Linked DNA regions of Hordeum vulgare: region 2 is linked to region 1. Evidence: chromatin contacts called from public Hi-C data. All regions are on one chromosome and are shown on one strand. Each heading gives the region's core, a stretch centred on a gene start, on an enhancer-like site or on the middle of the called end of the contact. The rest is flanking DNA. Distances are from core to core; before and after follow the strand shown. Region 1 holds the start of LOC123426732 (PI-PLC X domain-containing protein At5g67130-like). Region 2 holds the start of LOC123426736 (thioredoxin M3, chloroplastic-like).

Evidence for each region. A called contact is a pair of places that touch in the nucleus more often than the background predicts.
Region 2: a Hi-C map of seedling shows a contact between it and region 1, with 4 times the contacts expected there. The contact joins the promoter of LOC123426736 here to the promoter of LOC123426732 in region 1. A contact is called at or near these places in 1 of 6 Hi-C or Micro-C datasets (seedling) and 1 of 1 datasets of contacts at active chromatin or transcription factors (embryo).

The regions. Positions count from the first base shown.
Region 1 is chr2H:476,752,618-476,756,739 of MorexV3_pseudomolecules_assembly, forward strand. It overlaps LOC123426732 (PI-PLC X domain-containing protein At5g67130-like), which reads right to left and starts at 1,864. Exons shown (of 7, transcript XM_045110606.1): 1 at 1,548-1,864; 2 at 1,188-1,448; 3 at 598-696; 4 at 191-494; 5 at 1-86. The coding sequence starts at 1,637.
Region 2 is chr2H:477,300,604-477,304,725 of MorexV3_pseudomolecules_assembly, forward strand. LOC123426736 (thioredoxin M3, chloroplastic-like) reads right to left here and starts at 2,281. Exons shown (of 4, transcript XR_006622313.1): 1 at 1,925-2,281; 2 at 1-1,147. It overlaps LOC123426735, which reads left to right and starts at 2,593. Exons shown (of 4, transcript XM_045110611.1): 1 at 2,593-4,122. The coding sequence starts at 2,867.

The DNA.
Region 1 (4,122 bases), core at 614-3,113:
CAGCACCAGCGACCTCGACAGGTCGTTCATGGCGGCCGACTCGGCGCGGTTCGGGCACGACCCCTTCACCATCCCTTTGCTCCCATCTGCGGCGCATGGATATTGGATAGATACAAACATCGTCAGGTTCTCCTTCCTAGGTAATCAGTCACGTGTGCAGTCGGATCGATGGTGATGGACGTGCACGTACACTGGTTCTCGACGACGTAGCCCCACTCGTGTGCGAAGCCCTCGGCGGCCTCCTTGGCGGACCTGGAGGTGAAGACGAGGAGGCGGTGGTTGTCGCGGACCATGTCGCTGAGCAGCGGCCAGTCGCCGCCGTTCTTGGGCATGCGCCACACCGGGAACAGGTACGGCGTCAGGCCGGAGGCGTTGAACACCCGGGTGAGCCCCATAGGCGCCTCCACGTAGTCCTCGATGAAGATCGTGATCACCTGCGAGGGGTTCCTCCTAAGGAACACCTCGATCTCCCGGAGCACGTTCACCGCCGGCGTCTGTCCACCGTAACATTGTTACTTTGTCTGTGTCACTGTGTGTGTGTGTGTGTGTTGTGGTCGAGATTGGTCCTAGTAGAGGAGTAGCTTGGTTGGTGCTTACGAATGCGGTGAAGTTTCGGCAGGCGCCTCCGTAGGAGTGGCAGAGCCATATGTCGTTCCGGAAGTCGTACATGTCCAGCATCAGGCCCCTCACGCCGTTCTGCGACGCAAGAAATCCAATTACTTGGACCTAACCCTTGAGCTTGAGAATGGCACCAATTTTACCTTGGGAAATAATTTGAACTGAAGTAATTTCGTCCTGGTCCCGGCCACGGACCACATCGTGTTTATTTCGAATGGACGTGCTACCCGAATTGGAGCACACACCACACGTCTCATCCACACAAGGATACACAATGCAATGTGTGTGGTATGGGCAATGCTTGCAGTTAGTATTGCCGTGCCAACGCTTCAAGCAAAGCGTGTGGGCGTGCACGCAAGCCAGCGACAGAAAAAGACCGGCGCCTGGAGGTGCGCTGCTGCTTGGACACATGGACGAGCCCTCTTTGCCACGTGCTGCGCCCGGGGACACCTCACCCCGCCGCACACTGACAGGTTCTAACACGGACTCCGGTAGATTCGCCGGCCCCACAGGTCAGCAGCTAAACGGAAGAGAGAGCAGAGCGGGAGCGGGGTGGACAGTGGACTCACGCTGAGCTGCTCGGCGATGGTGTCCTGTTGGTTGAACGCCGTGACGATGGTCGTCCCGGTCTGGGACTGGGTGCCGAGCCGCGCGAAGGAGTTGTGCGTCGTCAGCCACGCGTAGCGGTTGAACGGCAGCCCCCGCTCCTTGTTCTGCGGGTCGACGGGGGTCACGCGGGTGCAGCGCGGCCGCACGTTGCCGTCCACCACGCACGTCTCGCAGTGCAGCCCGGCGTCGCAGTTCCGCGACAGCGCGCACGTCTCGCCCACCTGCGGCAGCCGGAGATCATGCCCACGAGAGCGCAGCACAATCACAACCCTCAACGACCAGCCAGCGTAATGTCAGTCCTCAACAACCAGTCAGCGTACCTTCCGAGCGGAGACGACGGCGGGGCGCGAGCACAGCAAGGCGGCGGCGGCGGCGAAAGCCACGGCGAGAAGCACAGTTTCCTTGGCCATCTCAATTCTTCTTGCCGCGCGCGGCCACCCGCCTCCGCCGAGCTCTGCCCCGCGCCGCGCGGCTGGTGCCACGTTCCTCCCGGAGACGGCGGACAGCGGAAGCTTTGTGGTGGAGCAAGCCTGCAAATCCCTGTGTTGTGTGGCTTGTAAGGCCGGACATTCCAGGTTTCGTCGCTTGCTTATGTGTGTGGTTTACGCTCTGTTTTTCCGCGTCGCTGATCTTGGTCCCTCGCTGCGGCGTTTGTCATTGCGCTTGGCCCCCTGTGTCAGTCAGGGGGACGGAGCGGCGCGGTTCAGCTACGTTGGCCAGGCAATGTCGAACAGTCGGAGTATGTTTACCATACCTCGCCATGGAAACCCAGCCCGCACGGCCCAGCCTGAAAAGGCCCGACCCGACGTTGCCCACGGCCATGCTCGGGCCTAGATGCTCGGGCCTAGATTGTTACCGCCCCGCATGGTCTTAGCCGTTGGTATTCTTCATGGAGTAAATTGTTACCGCTCATCATACCAAAATCAACTGATCGAACGGTTATAATTTCCGAGCTTTGCTCCGGTGGTCACACGTCAAAATGAAGTCGAGAGGAGTTTCTTGAAGTCATCCACACACTGCATCTGCTACACACCTTTCACCCCACATGTTGGTGATGAAAAAAGAAATCCATCTAATATCTTTTGTAGCTGCTTTTGGAGTTGATGTAGGGTAAAAGAGATCTCATTTACAGTTTAACTCAAAGACACCAAATGACTTTTATTAGTGTTACTAATCTATGTTATTACCTCCATAACGGGGAGTAACATATGCGTGGTGCCACGCATCATTTCATTTATTAGATTATAGACTGCTCATATTGGCCTGGTATTATAGTGTGAGTAACATATTATGTCACCACATGTCTTTCTTTTCCGCATGAATTACTTGTCACACCATCTATTTTGTCTATATATGTGTGATGTTACCATCTATGTTACTCCCATTATGGTTAGTCTAACTTTAAGAGTAACATAAAGTCTAATTCAACAAATTTGTGTGCGACAATGAGCTTATTAGAAGATAGGTAAATTGAGTAACAAACTAGTTATCATAACATCACATATCCCAAACGAGTCTATAACCTAATAAATAAAGTTATGCATAACACCACAGTTATGTTACTACCCACTATAAAGATAGTAACATAGCCTAGTGTCAGGTGTATGTTACTCTTCATTATGGGTAGTCTTAGACCACTGCAAGGTGACGTGAAAATCCGTGTTGATGGGCGGTTGGAAGACATGGTGATAGAGGTGCTGCGAGCTGCTATCTGTCGGGATGATACTTCCTTTTAGCGATACCGAAATGGAACAAAAAGTACCCACACATGTTTCCTCAGAGGTGATCTTGAGTTATAGAGGGCACGAGAGGAAGGTTCCCTTGAAGCCAGGGTCTCTAGCAAGCTTTTGTTAAAGAAACAATTTCAACTTTTCACCGGATCTAAATTGGTTACCTTGAGTTGAACACTTATAATAATAAGAGGTACGAGTATAAGATCTTAATGCTTACAACCACATATTTGTGTTGGGAGCAAGTAATGATCTTAATTTGTGTGCTGGAAGGCACCATCGAGATGTGCTTGTTACGAACCGAATTGGGGGATGTGTCCTAATAACAACTTGACCAACACGCGCCCTCCATCAAGAATCAATTGTCCAACCGAAGGCCCTATCCTTCTTGCGGGGTTGCCCCGATAATTAAGACTGCAACAACCGGATAAAAGCTTTGAGTGTTTAATAACTACACCTCCTAAATCCTCAGAGATATGATCCATGTTACCGTACTAAACCCTTTTGTCACTCGCGTCTAGGATAACACTTCACGGTCTTCATGCCCTTAGCCTCTCAGTGGTTCGCTCTGCATGATCCTAGGTACGTGCAAGAATGAAGAACGCACACCGGACAAGAGACATCTACGAAACGATTTTATTTCACACAGACGAAATGTTGATTCAAAACTCTTCCATTAATTCCCACAACAAATACAATGGGCTACAAGGATCTTTCATCAACCCATAACTTACCGAACTACTCACGCATGGAGATTAGATCACACGAACAACACATTGAAGAACACATCATGGAGATTGATTGATAATACGTCTTACAATGGATGTTGTGTGTGATGCACGACCAAATGTGATGTGATGAAGGATGAATTATGGTGGTGATGGAAACTATGGAGATGGAAATGGCGGCGAATAGGTTTGATGGAGATGGATGAGGATTGAGGGAGTCCGGTACTAAGGGGTCATCGGGCCGCTTACCTATTTCCATGGACCGGACTCCTCGGCCATTGTAACATCATTATTGGACTCCGGATAAATAAAGTGATGCTATATTCCAGATGGACTTTTCCGAAGACTTGGCGTGTACTCCATGATCATGTGGTGGTCGGCGTGTTCCCTCCTTGATGTAACCGATGTTGTATAACCCTTGCACCCCTGGTATCTAT
Region 2 (4,122 bases), core at 1,031-3,530, 550 kb after region 1:
ACTGTTGATACCGCCTGCCAAAGTACTTACCAATACTCCTGCACCTAATTCTAAAATCTTTTTCTTTGACAGCTTTTACCTTAGTGTGCAGTTCTTCTTTGTCAGCCCAAGGAGAGCTAAAAATTACATCCTAGGCAAGCTAAAGGGTAATAAAAAAGAAGTTCTTCATGATAACCAAAGTTAACCTGTTGAGACTAGATGATATTGCAGATTAGAGACAATAAATAATAGGAGCACAAGGTTTAATAAAATATGCCTTGAAGAGTTACCTGGGACAATTAGCTCAGTCTTAGCAGCCCCACAGAAACAACAATAATTGCACTAACATAACAGAACAAACCTTTTCAGAAGATAAACTTCAACAGGCTAGATCTTAGATGCTTCTGTATACAGTAATTAAATGATTAAGTATTTACTCTAGCTCTGAAAAATAGCACGAAAAATTTAATACACAAGGGGTGAAAAAGAAGAAGAAAAACAGATATAAATGTGAGGCACATAATGTAAAGTATAACAAAAAATCTTAATTTCACTTCATTTAGCAAGATATTTCTAAGGGCCTTAAATATTTGACCCTGTTTCACATCAATGATAAAAGTCATGATTCATTACAGCCCTCAAGGAAAAATAAAGAGGTCCAACAATCCTTTTTCAGCAGTACATCAATATTTACAGTAAGTTGTGTAGCTAAGGGATAACAAGAAGCTCAAGTTGTAAGCCCAACTTTACCTTCCCTACTCTTTCCACTAGCTGGCAGTGAAAAATCAAGTATATGGGAATATGAATCTGGACCAAGTAGCAATATAACATCGTAACCAAAATGGTCACTGTTCCAAGAAAGAATTCTCAATGGCCCTCACATAGACGGCTTTTGGCAGAGTTCCAGTAATACTATGTATTTTCTCTCCATCCTTGAACAGTAAAACGGTCGGAACCCTCTCGATATTGTAGGAAGTTGCAGTTTGTGGGTAATCATCAGTGTCAAGCTTATAGCATTTTATCCTTCCATCGTATTCGTTTGCAATCTCGTCGACAATTCGATGGACCATTTTACAAGGTCCACACCATGAGGCCCAAAACTCCACAAGCACAGGCACATCACTGCAGATAACATTTTGGTTCCAGGAACATGCAGTGATTGCTTCAGCTGTACAAATGGAAAGAACACTACTGTTACAACTTCTCTACGTATGCAGACTAAGTTCACAAAAAAAACTCAAAACAGATGAAGTTAATTACAACAGATTTCAGAAAACCGAACACGTGAAAGAAGTGTGTAGGTAGCTACTAGTATTCAGTGAGGTGAATCACAAAGATTAACTAAGCTAATTGGTTCTTCTTATATTCTGAAAGAGAAGGATTTACGCAACAGCGCAGCTTGTGCGAACTGACAGTCTGACAGTGCCATGATGGTGAGCGAGAGAGCCATGACATAGGACTAGATAAAATGCGTAGGTCAGCCAAATAACACAATAGGGCTAGGCGTACAAATTACAATGCCTACTGGTACTACTTCTCACTACGTTTATTAACGGAACAAGTAATCTAAGAAGTGAACATGGGGCTGCATTTTCCTGCATAGTACACATTAGACTAGTAAGTATTAGCATATAAATTCAATTTTACAGCGAGGAATTGGAATTGCCAGGCACACGGTTCAACTTCGCAACATATATAGTCTAGTGGCCTGAACTTAATCATATGATCCACCCTTCTACTCCGTATCTTGTAGCAGCAAACACAGTTCGTGGGCTCGTTAACCGCTTGTTCCATTTCCGTTTCACCAAGGACTAGCAATCAATCATATGACATATGAGGAACGAAGACATGGCTGACGTCCGAGTGAAACGGAAATGGAGCTAGCGGTTAACGAGCCCACTAACTGAAGCTTAAAACGGGGATCACTCAGCGAGGAAGCCCTTACCGCCAGTAGAGTAGGCACAGCTCACCCTGGCTGTGCTCGAGCCAGTCGTCGGGCGCCGGATCCGGGACGCGGCGTCCGGCCCGTGGGCCCACCGGCGGCACGGCCACCGGCGGGTGGAGGAGGAGCCGTAGCCGTAGCCGTAGCCAACCCTCCGGCGGATGGGCGCCGCGGCGGCGGAGGGAGACAGCAGCGCCGTGGCGCAGCAGAGGTGCCGTGAGGCCGCGGCGGCCATGATTTGGTTTGGGGAGTTTGAGAGCCGGGAGGAGTCGTGGCGGAGAACGTGGTGGGTGGAAACTTACGAGACGCACACGCAGCACGCGGTCCGTTGGAACTCATTTCCGGGAGCCTTCGCTTCGCGGGAATACCACCAGAAATACTACTACTACTCGAATGAATTCTCGCACGAGATATTCCATTCTTTCCCATCCCATGAATAATCAAAGGGATTAACAACATCTCTTTCTCTCGCCCACCCACCGTCACCGTCGGCCCCATGAGCGTGGCCAACCTAACCAAGAGCCGGGGCGCATGGCCCACGAAACGTCACCGGGACCCACGTGTCACCGTGTCAACAACTCGCCGATCCACGTGTGCACGCACCCCTCCAGAAACCAACCCCAACCCCAAGCCGAAACGACCGTCCAAACAGCAAAACGAATCAGAGCTTCTCGTTTGACTCGTAAATCATTTCCCCTCTCCACCTGCAGCTGCAAGCAAATTATCCTCGCACTATTTTTTTTCCCTCCTTTTCGTCGCGAAACGGAAAGCGCAGCTCCGGCCTCGGAGGCCCCAAATCTCGCCGGCTCCCGATCGATGGCCCGGCGCCCCGCCGCCGCCGTCGTCCGCCCGTGAGCCTCCGCCCTCCCTCCTCCGGTTCGCCCGCGCGCGCGATTTCTCGCATTTCTCTACGGTTGCGTGGTCTCTGTCGTGTTGCATCTGCGGATGGATCGGGGGCAGCAGCAGCAGCAGGGCGTCAGCCTGCAGCCGCACCGATTCGACCACCCCCGGATGAACTACCCGCAGCACGGCGGCGGCCGCAGCCGCGTGCCGCCCTTCGCGCGCGGCGGCCGCGGCCACAAGCACTTCTACCAGCCGCCGCCACCTCCGCCGCCGCCCTCCATTCAGGCGGTTGCGCCCGCGCGGCACAGGTACGAGGTGCTCATGGAGGCGGGACGCCTCGCCGCCGAGTACCTGGTGGCCAAAGGCGTGCTCCCGCCGGCATCGCTGCAGCGAGGCGGTGGCGCTGGTGTTGGATGGGGCCAGATGCCGCCCGCGCCTCCTTTGCCGCAGGCTCAGGAAGCCCCCGCGTTCTACGAGTCCCGCCGGAACGGCCGGCAGCGTCTTGACGACGAGTACGGTAATCCTAACCCCCGCTCGCGCCGGAACCATGGTGGTGATTACAATGGCGGTGACAATGGTAACTACAATGGGAGGGGGAAGAGGAAGTTTGGGGCTTACAACAGGAATTCAGAGTGGGGCCGGGACAGGGAGAGGAGTAGGGATTATCTGGATAGCCGGAATTATGGTGATGATGACGAGGAAGATAGGGCTCCTGTGTATAGGAGGGACCGGCGAGTGAGTGCTGGGATCGATGAGGTTGGGAGTAGCATCTCCGGCGTGGCCGGAGAGAGACAGACATCAAAGGTGGAGGCTGTGGGGGAGTCGGAGTTGGAGGATACTGGCTCAAAGGTGAGCTCTAACAGTAATGTCAGGAAGGATGCTGATGCCGTGCAAGGGATGCAGAATGAGAATGAGGCTAATAAAATGGAGGAGGATAGTAAGGTGTCTGATTCGGAGGTCGTTGAGAAAGGGATCAACAGTGAGAGTATTCATAATAATGCTTCTTCTGGTGTTGTTGAGGAGGGAGAGATAGATCATTCACCGTTGCCCTCAGATGACAAGCCTGATGATGGTAGTATTATGGACGAGAAGTCTGAACATGACAAGAGCTTGGATGAGAAGGGATCAAGCGTTGAAAATAATTTGCATGATGGTTGTCAGAATTTGCTGAGCAGTTGTAATTTTGCAAGAGCCCCAACAAGACCACGATCAATACTTGCGCACAGGAATGGAGCATCAACACATAGAGATGCTGCATTAACCGAACAGGTAGATCTGGCTCCTCTGATGGTGATTGATGAAGCAGCAAATGACAGCTCCTTGAATAATGTCCAGGGAGACAATAAAGATGACCATGT